2 separate regions of the Mus musculus genome follow, and region 2 is linked to region 1. The links are chromatin contacts, called in public promoter capture Hi-C maps. All regions are on one chromosome and are shown on one strand. The core of a region is the stretch at or near the end of the contact, and the rest is flanking DNA. Distances in the headings are between cores, read along the strand shown. Region 1 holds the start of Tmem151a (transmembrane protein 151A). Region 2 holds the start of Cst6 (cystatin E/M).

Evidence for each region. Capture Hi-C pulls out chosen DNA fragments and counts their contacts.
Region 2: a promoter capture Hi-C map of adipose tissue shows a contact between it and region 1. A contact is called at or near these places in 2 of 39 promoter capture datasets (both in liver), 10 of 130 datasets of targeted methods (the SCID.adh cell line, bone marrow-derived macrophages, embryonic forebrain and 4 more) and 3 of 9 other capture datasets (adipose tissue, liver and pancreatic islet).

The regions. Positions count from the first base shown.
Region 1 is chr19:5,083,305-5,087,158 of GRCm38.p6, forward strand. Tmem151a (transmembrane protein 151A) reads right to left here and starts at 2,187. Exons shown (of 2, transcript NM_001001885.2): 1 at 1,994-2,187. The coding sequence starts at 2,068.
Region 2 is chr19:5,347,373-5,351,226 of GRCm38.p6, forward strand. Cst6 (cystatin E/M) reads right to left here and starts at 2,202. Exons shown (of 3, transcript NM_028623.5): 1 at 1,723-2,202; 2 at 1,025-1,150; 3 at 1-677. The coding sequence starts at 1,962. The coding sequence ends at 594.

The DNA.
Region 1 (3,854 bases), core at 937-3,436:
CCCTACCCGAATAAGATCCCAACAGAGAAGAAATGACCCCGCCCCCCCTCCCCCAATGACTACCTAGAAATCTGATTTCTGGCAGTTGCTGTTCTGTCTCTAATCCTCTGTGTGCATTTGGCTACATTTTTACTCTCTCTGCCTCTGGATTTTGGTTATGGTGATCTAGGAGGCTGATGTGGTAAGAAGTGGTGTGTGTGTGTGTGTGTGTGTGTGTGTGTGTGTGTGTGTGCAGGCTAAGGAGCCCCAGCTCTACACCTTCTTCTCAGTGTGATTTGGGCGGACCCCTCACCTACTCCAACCCTGTTTTCTCATCTGCACACCTGGCTGTTGAGGATTCAGAGAGATCACATGTGGGAATTTGTTAGCACAGGGTCTGGCCCTGGGAATAAACACTTTTGCTGCTACCCTGTGGCTCCCACTGGTCCCCTGTTCCACAAGGGATGGCAGGAGACTCGGAAGAGGCTGTTAAGTCGGGGTGGGGGTGGGGGAGATGAGGAATGGGAGAGGTGTAAGTCTCAGGCCTAGGAGCAGATAGAGGGCCACCCTCCATCCCTAATCTGCTGAGGGAAGGGGTGGGACACAAGTTGCTGGGCAGCACAAAGTACTTTTTGACCCAAAGATCTTGGCATATTCTCCATGGTAGAACTGCCAGCCTGGCTACCTCAGCTCTGGTGTCAATAGAAGAGAAGGAAATGGGAAGGGGAAAGGGAACTGGAGAGAAAAGGTGGAGGGTATAGAGTGGGAGTCTGGGTAATGTCACCTACTCAGTCCTACCATACCTCGAGAGGCCCAAAAGGAGAGGAGACTGGCCCCCAGACCCATCCAGAGCAGCCTGGTCCCATGGTGCATGAAATTTACAGGTGCATTCTGCCACTTAGACCTGTGCCAGCCAGGGGCACACACCCACCCATCCACACCTCCAACACAGGCTCATCATAGACCCACCTACCACAAAGGAACACCATCGCTCATTAAGAAACAACAGAACCTCACTTATTTTCAGAGAACAAACATCAGGGCTGTAGCAAGGTACACCCACACACTCAAGACCACATCAGCACAGGGCATATGCACATACATGTTACACTCTGGCACCTAGACATGTAAGACCCTCACCTGACCACAGTGCATGCCTACCCCACCCTATAGCAACCTGACACCCACAGTCCATACTTAGCAACACACTAGAGAGGCACAGCATGAAATCATACACACCCACACTCTTGGGTGAAGACCCAAGGCAAGGGACCCACCAGAGGCTCACCTGACTACAGGGTATATATGTTTCTACTGAAGACACAGGGAACACATCACCAGAATTCTTTCACACACACACACACACACACACACACACACACCACAAAATGCATTTATATCCGCTCACACATGCAGACCACACACCACCCTGTTTTCCACACCTATCATCTTACACTTGGCACATCCTCCTAGCTAGAGCTGGGGAGGGGGTCTGGGGATCTCAGCCACTGGAGTGGGCCCTCAGTCCTCACCTGGGGGTGGGGGAGAGAAAGGTATCAGCAGGCTCCGCTCCTTTCTCTTCCGTTTTTCCCTCCCCCACCTCCAGTCCCTGCCACCGCTACTGCATTGCAGGCACCGCCCGACACCTCGTGAGCAACTGGGCTGGACTGGGGGCCTGACCCCATGGCCCAAGCAGTCACGGACAGCATCCCCGGCTGCGCTATGGAACAGGGACGTGTGGGGGCCACAGGGGCTGACGTCACAGGACAGGAGAAGATGGTTGAGGGGGCGTCGAGGGTCAGGGTCTCCCCTACATTCCTGCCATCTATTCCTGCCTTGACCTACGTGGATCCCGAAGCCTCGACCCCTACCAGAACGCTGTCTCCCCAATGACGTCATTGCTGGAGGGGCTCCGGGACTTTCCTCCTCAATCCCTCTCCGGGGATCGCCCCTCTACTTGTCCCCTTCACCTCTCTACAGCCCTGGCTTCTTTCCCACTACTCGCCCCCGGTACCTCCTCTCGCAGCGGCTCGCCGTCCGGAACGAGCGCGGGCACCTCCCCGCAGTCTCCACCTTCGCCCTCCGGCATGGTGTCCTGGCTGCTTCGGCTGCCAGGCCCTGGCTCGGGGCATGATAAGCAGGGGTGCGGGGGGGCTGCGGTGCGGCCCCGAGGGGCGTCCGCTCGGCTCGGCGGCCGCTGAAGAGTGCGCGGAGCCCAGCCCGAGCGCGGCGGCGTTGGCGGCCGCGGTGCCCGGCGCCCCGCCCTCCGCTGACCCCGCCCCCGCAGCACCGGTGGCGCCGCTGGCCGCGCCTGGCACCGCGGGCACACCCCATCTCCACCCCCTCGCCTGTGGGAAGCCCAGTCTGGACCGCCGGACGCCTGGTTTCTCTAGCCGCGCTCGCGCTTGCGACCTTGGGCGAGTCCTTGCTCTGCGGCACCCGAGTCTCCCCAACTGAGTAATGAAGACGGCCATGGTGGGTGGACGTCCGCAGGTTCCTCTCTAGGGAATAGGCCCAGCACTAAGCCCACCCAGACTTCACCCCATAAGCTTTGCTTGTTGACAGTTAATACCCAGAAGGGAAAGACAGTCTCATCTGCTGGATTACAGGCTGGTGGGCTGGAGCCAGGGCACCAGGAACTCTAGGCTGCGCGACTTTTGACCAGCATGTTCAAGCCATAAACTCAGCCTTTCTATCTGAGAAATGGGAATGATAATATGTTGGATTAAAGTCACTAGCATGTTTAGGCCAGGCGGGGGCGGGGTGTGTGTGTGATAGGTTTGCCCTGCATGGGACACCCTTTTCTCAGGTGTGTATAGCTCACGGGGCTGGTTTCTCACATTTCAGAGGCCTCAAATTCAGAGATTCACCTACCTCTGCCTCCTGAGCTGGGACTAAAAGTATATTTCACTGTCCTCCATCTTTGCTTATTTTGTGTTTACTTTTAAAATTACTATTTTATTTTATATGTGTTTTGCCTGTATGTTTGTCTGTACACCACATACAAGCAGTGCCCACAGAGGGCAGAGGAGGGTGTTCGATCCCCTGGAACTGGAATGATAGATGGTTGTGAGCTGCTGAGTGAATAATGGGAATCTAAGCAGGTCCTTTGGAAGAGCGACCATCTCTCCAACCGCACCCATTTGTTTACTTATTGGGCCTAAATGTTTTCTGGCTATTGTCTATATGTAGTTAGTGTGCCTGGGCACTAGGAAGACATAGATAGGTGTTAGGAATGACATAGTTCCTGTCCTCATGGAAAATATTCAGGGAAAATCTGATTAAAGAGGGGTTTAGAACCCAGACTCTAGCCATCACTCTGGGCCATGGTCAAGCCTCCGTTCCCTTTGTCCCTCTGTAAGGGCTAAAGTGATCCCCCCTTTTATTTTTATTTTTTAAAGGTGTATTTATTTTATGTATGAGTGCTCTATCTGCACGTACACCTGCATGCCAGAAGAGGGCATCAGATCCCATTACAGATGGTTGTGAGCCACCATGTGGTTTCTGGGAATTGAAGTCAGGACCTCTGGGTTTTTTTGATTGTTTGTTTGTTTGGTTGGTTGTTTTTTTTTTTTTTTTTTTCTGAGACAGGGTTTCTCTGTATAGCCCTGGTTGTCCTGGAACTATTTTGTAGACCTCGAACTCGTGATTTTGTAGGCTGGCCTTGAACTCGTGATCCTCCTGCCTCTGCCTCCTTCACCAAATCCTACCGGCGTACGCATCCACAACTGGCAAGATTTATTTATTTATTTTATATATACAATACACAATAGCTGTATAGATAGTTGTGAGCCATTGTGTGGTTGCTGGGACCTTCGGAGAGCAGTCAGCCAATGCTCTTAACCACTGAGCCATCTCTCCAGTCCCGATCTCCC
Region 2 (3,854 bases), core at 952-3,451, 260 kb after region 1:
TGCTGCTGTCGCAGAATGTACCTTGCTAAAAGCAAGCAAGGTCTCATGAGGGCCCTGTAAGCCGCTGGCTGGTGCTCTTTGCTGCTTCACCATTTGAGGGCAATAACAAGAGCTGTGTCACTAAAAAACTCACTGGTCTGAGCCATCAGGCTTTGCGACCCTCCTGACCCCAGGTTTTGACACCCTCCTCCTCGGAGTCCCAGCATGAACCCTGGGAGAGAGGCTGGACTGGCTCACACAGACATCCCTACTGTAGCTAGTCTCCGGTATCCATCTTCTGTGTCTTTCTTTCCTCCTCTGAGACCACTGAAAATGTCTGGAAGAGGGGCTTCCTCTGAGGACCCTACCCTCAGTACTGCCTCAGAGGGATCAGTAGGGGCTCCCCTGGAGGGTAAGGACATGGTGCCCAGTCAGCTGTGGGGTTCTGAGAGTCACTGGGAGCAGAGTGAGGGTCAGGGTGAGTGAAACACACAGGAGAAAGCAGTGCAAGAAGCAGAGCTGCAGATTTATTGCAACAGACGTGGCCCGTGGCCCTGAGGCGCCTCCACCATGCTTGTTCCCATGGGGCCCTGACTCTGTCACCCTGGGGCCGGTCACACCTGCACGCAGTCATGCTTTAGAAGCTGAGTAGTGTTCTTCCAGGGGACTTCAAGGAGCTCAAAGTTGCAACGCAGTTTCTGAGAGGGAAGCACAGAGGACAAGGAGGGTGAGGTTGGCAGCAACCTCCTCCTCCCAGAAGTCAGCCCCCCTGACGGCCACGTCTCTCTGGAGCCGGGGACAGACCATGAGTGGTCCCAAAACATGGAATCAGAAGGCAGGAGATGCTCCCAGGTTTATCTCAGGCAACTCCTACCCCACGAGGAATCCCCAGTCTCTCTTCTGCACTCCACCCTGGCCTGAGTCATACAAGAGCCAAAGCGAACAGGTGGAGCCAGGCTTCTGCCTGACCAGATAGACTGGTCAGGATAGACAAGCTAAGGGCCTCAGACCCTGCATGGGGTTGGGATGGGGTCGGTGCTGTTACCTCCTGCTGCCCCCCTGCAGCCAGAGGGCAGGTGGTGAGGTCCATGTGTTCTCCAGAGACTCTGGTCTTTCGGCACTCTGTGCTTTCTATGTCCAAAGTCAGGTAGTACTTGATGCCAGCCACCAGCTGGGAACCAAACAGGGCAGGTGAGAGATGCCTGGGAGTCCAACCTGTGTGTCTATGCTTTCCCTCCCTCTAAGAGTCTCCACTCTCCCAGGCAAATGCAACCCTCTGACCTACATATTCAGACCTGGAGTGGAGGCAGGAACTTCTGTGTGTGAGCAGAGCCCTAGGCTGGGCAAGAAGCTGGAGAGCTCCTGTCTGCGGCTAGACTGTAAAGGTGAATGGTATGTGGCACCTACACTGGGCCCTTCCACTCCACCTGGCAGGTTGGGGAAGTGAGGTTAGTTATGCCAAAGGAGGCTGCATCCTGCATTTCTTTGATAGTTAGATAGCGCTGCTTCCAGAGGACTTTACTAATCTGTTTTGTTTTGAAGTATTTCATAGAAAGGTCTGGGGGTTATGGTTGGTTTTAGTGCCCCCTTGTGTTTGGTAGCAAGCTAAGCAGCTCTCTGTTTATCTCCTGTCTCCTGTCACCTGTCCTCGGTCCCCCTGTCCCTGTCCCTCTCCAAATTGTCCCTCTCCACAGCCACTCTGTTCCATAACCTGTCCCACAACCTCTGTCCCAGCCACCGCACCTGATATTTTGCATCGATGACTTTGGTGTCTCGGAAGTAGTAGAGGCTGTCGCTGCCCATATTGTAGCTGGCCACAGCTGCCTGTGCGGCCTTTTGCACCCGCGGGTCGGTGGGTGACAAGTTCTGGCGTTCTCCGGTCCTGCGGCTCCGCAGCTCGGCGCGGGCGTCAGGTGACAGGGTCAGGAGGCAGAATGCGAGCAGGCCAAGGCCCATCGCCAGCGGGAAGTGAGGACGCTCCATAGCCGCGGATTCAGTGTCTGGACTTCCATCCTGCGCGGCTTTTACAGCCTTCGCGGGCCCCTCCCGGCCCCGCCCAACGCCTGCTTGTTTCCTTAGCAAGCCTGGACCAGCTTGCAGGTGCCTGGAGGCGGGTGCACCTCCCCTACCTACGCAGTGTAAGAACCAGAGATGGCACACAGGTCCCAGAACCTCTACGTGTAGAGATGCTGGCCTATCATTCCTATCTCCCAGGAGGGAGAGAACAGTTCATACCAGGGCCCTGACGTTTGAGTTGCCAAAAGCAATTATATGGTTACATTCTTACTGCTATCATTTTATCATTTCCTTTTCTCTTTCTTTCTTTCTTTCTTTCTTTCTTTCTTTCTCTCTCTCTTTCTTTCTTGTTTGTTTGTTTGTTTCGAGACAGGGTTTCTCTGTGTAGCTCTGGCTGTCCTGGAACTCACTTTGTAGACCAGACTGGTCTCGAACTCAGAAATCACCTGCCTCTGCCTCCCGAGTGCTGGGATTAAAGGTGTGCACCACTATCATCCGGCATTGCCACCATTTTCTTATCGTGCCATTTTTAGAGAAATTATAACTCCCAGCCTGCATTTCTTCTTCTGAAAAATAAATGCTATAAGGATCGATGAACTGACACAGGTAAAGAGCCTAAGAGAGGCCGGGTGCCATGCAAACAAACGGTGGGTGGGTAGGAGTCCTTACTACTCAAGCCGGCACTACTGTCCCTCACAGCCATGGTGGACCCGGTTGGCTGACCCTTTCACTTTGCAGAGGTGGGACGCCATGGCACAGAAGGGAGAAGTAATATGTGCAACGATTTCAACTGGTCCCTAGTAAGTAAGTATACTGAAGAGCCTAAGTCGTGTGTGTGTGTGTGTGTGTGTGTGCTATAAAATAAGATCTTGTGTGTCCCTGGCTGACCTTGAATTTCATAGCTCAGGATGACTTTGAACTCCTGATCTCCCTGCTTCTCCCTTCCAAGTGCTAGCATTACCATCATATTTTATTTGGTGCTGAGAACAGAATGCAGGGCTTCATGTGTGCTAGAGACAAGCACTCTACCAACTAATATCCCTAGCCTCATTTCATTTTGCTGGGCTTGAACCTAGGGTCTTATGCATGCTGGGCAAACACTTCACCTGCAGCCCTCGTTTTTTTTGTTTGTTTGTTTGTTTGTTTGTTTTGTTTTCAAGACAGGGTTTCTCTATGTATCCCTGGCTGTCCTGGAACTCACTCTGTATGTAGACCAGGCTGGCCTCGTACTCAGAGATCTGCCTGCCTCTGCCTCCCAAGTGCTGGGATTAAAGGCATGCGCCACCATGCCCGGCATGCAGCCCTCGTTTTACTCCTTATCTCTAGATAGGGACTTGTTGATCACCCAGGCTGACCGTGAAGCCCTTGCTCTGTAGACTGCAGGCCTTGAGTCTGTGGCTTCCCAGCTTCAGCCTCCTGGCAGGGATTACAAGCCTGTGCTACCAGGTCAAGTTCTTGTCTATGTTCTTAGCTCAGGCTGAGTTTGAAAAGAAAGACTTGCCTCCGAAGAGGGGTGAGTCACGCCAGGTGCCATCTTTCTAACTGGGAGGCTTTGGATAGTCACTCAGGGCCTGGGTGTCCTACGGGAAATAGGATGACAAGTCTTTTTTCCTAAAGCTGTTCTTCTGACTGACAATGACAGTTCCACACTCTCATCCCTAAGGACACTGGACATCCAGTGGGGTAGGAGCAGATCAGCCACCCCATGGCAGCTGCACGTGGGCTGCCCTGGCAAAGTTTCCTTCCCCGGGCATCTTATTTCATGTTTTCTGACTAGCTCAAAGCCACTTTCCCTCTTTTCTTTTTTTTTTCCCCACTTTACTTATCTATTTTTTATTACTTTTTTTTAAGAGAAATGT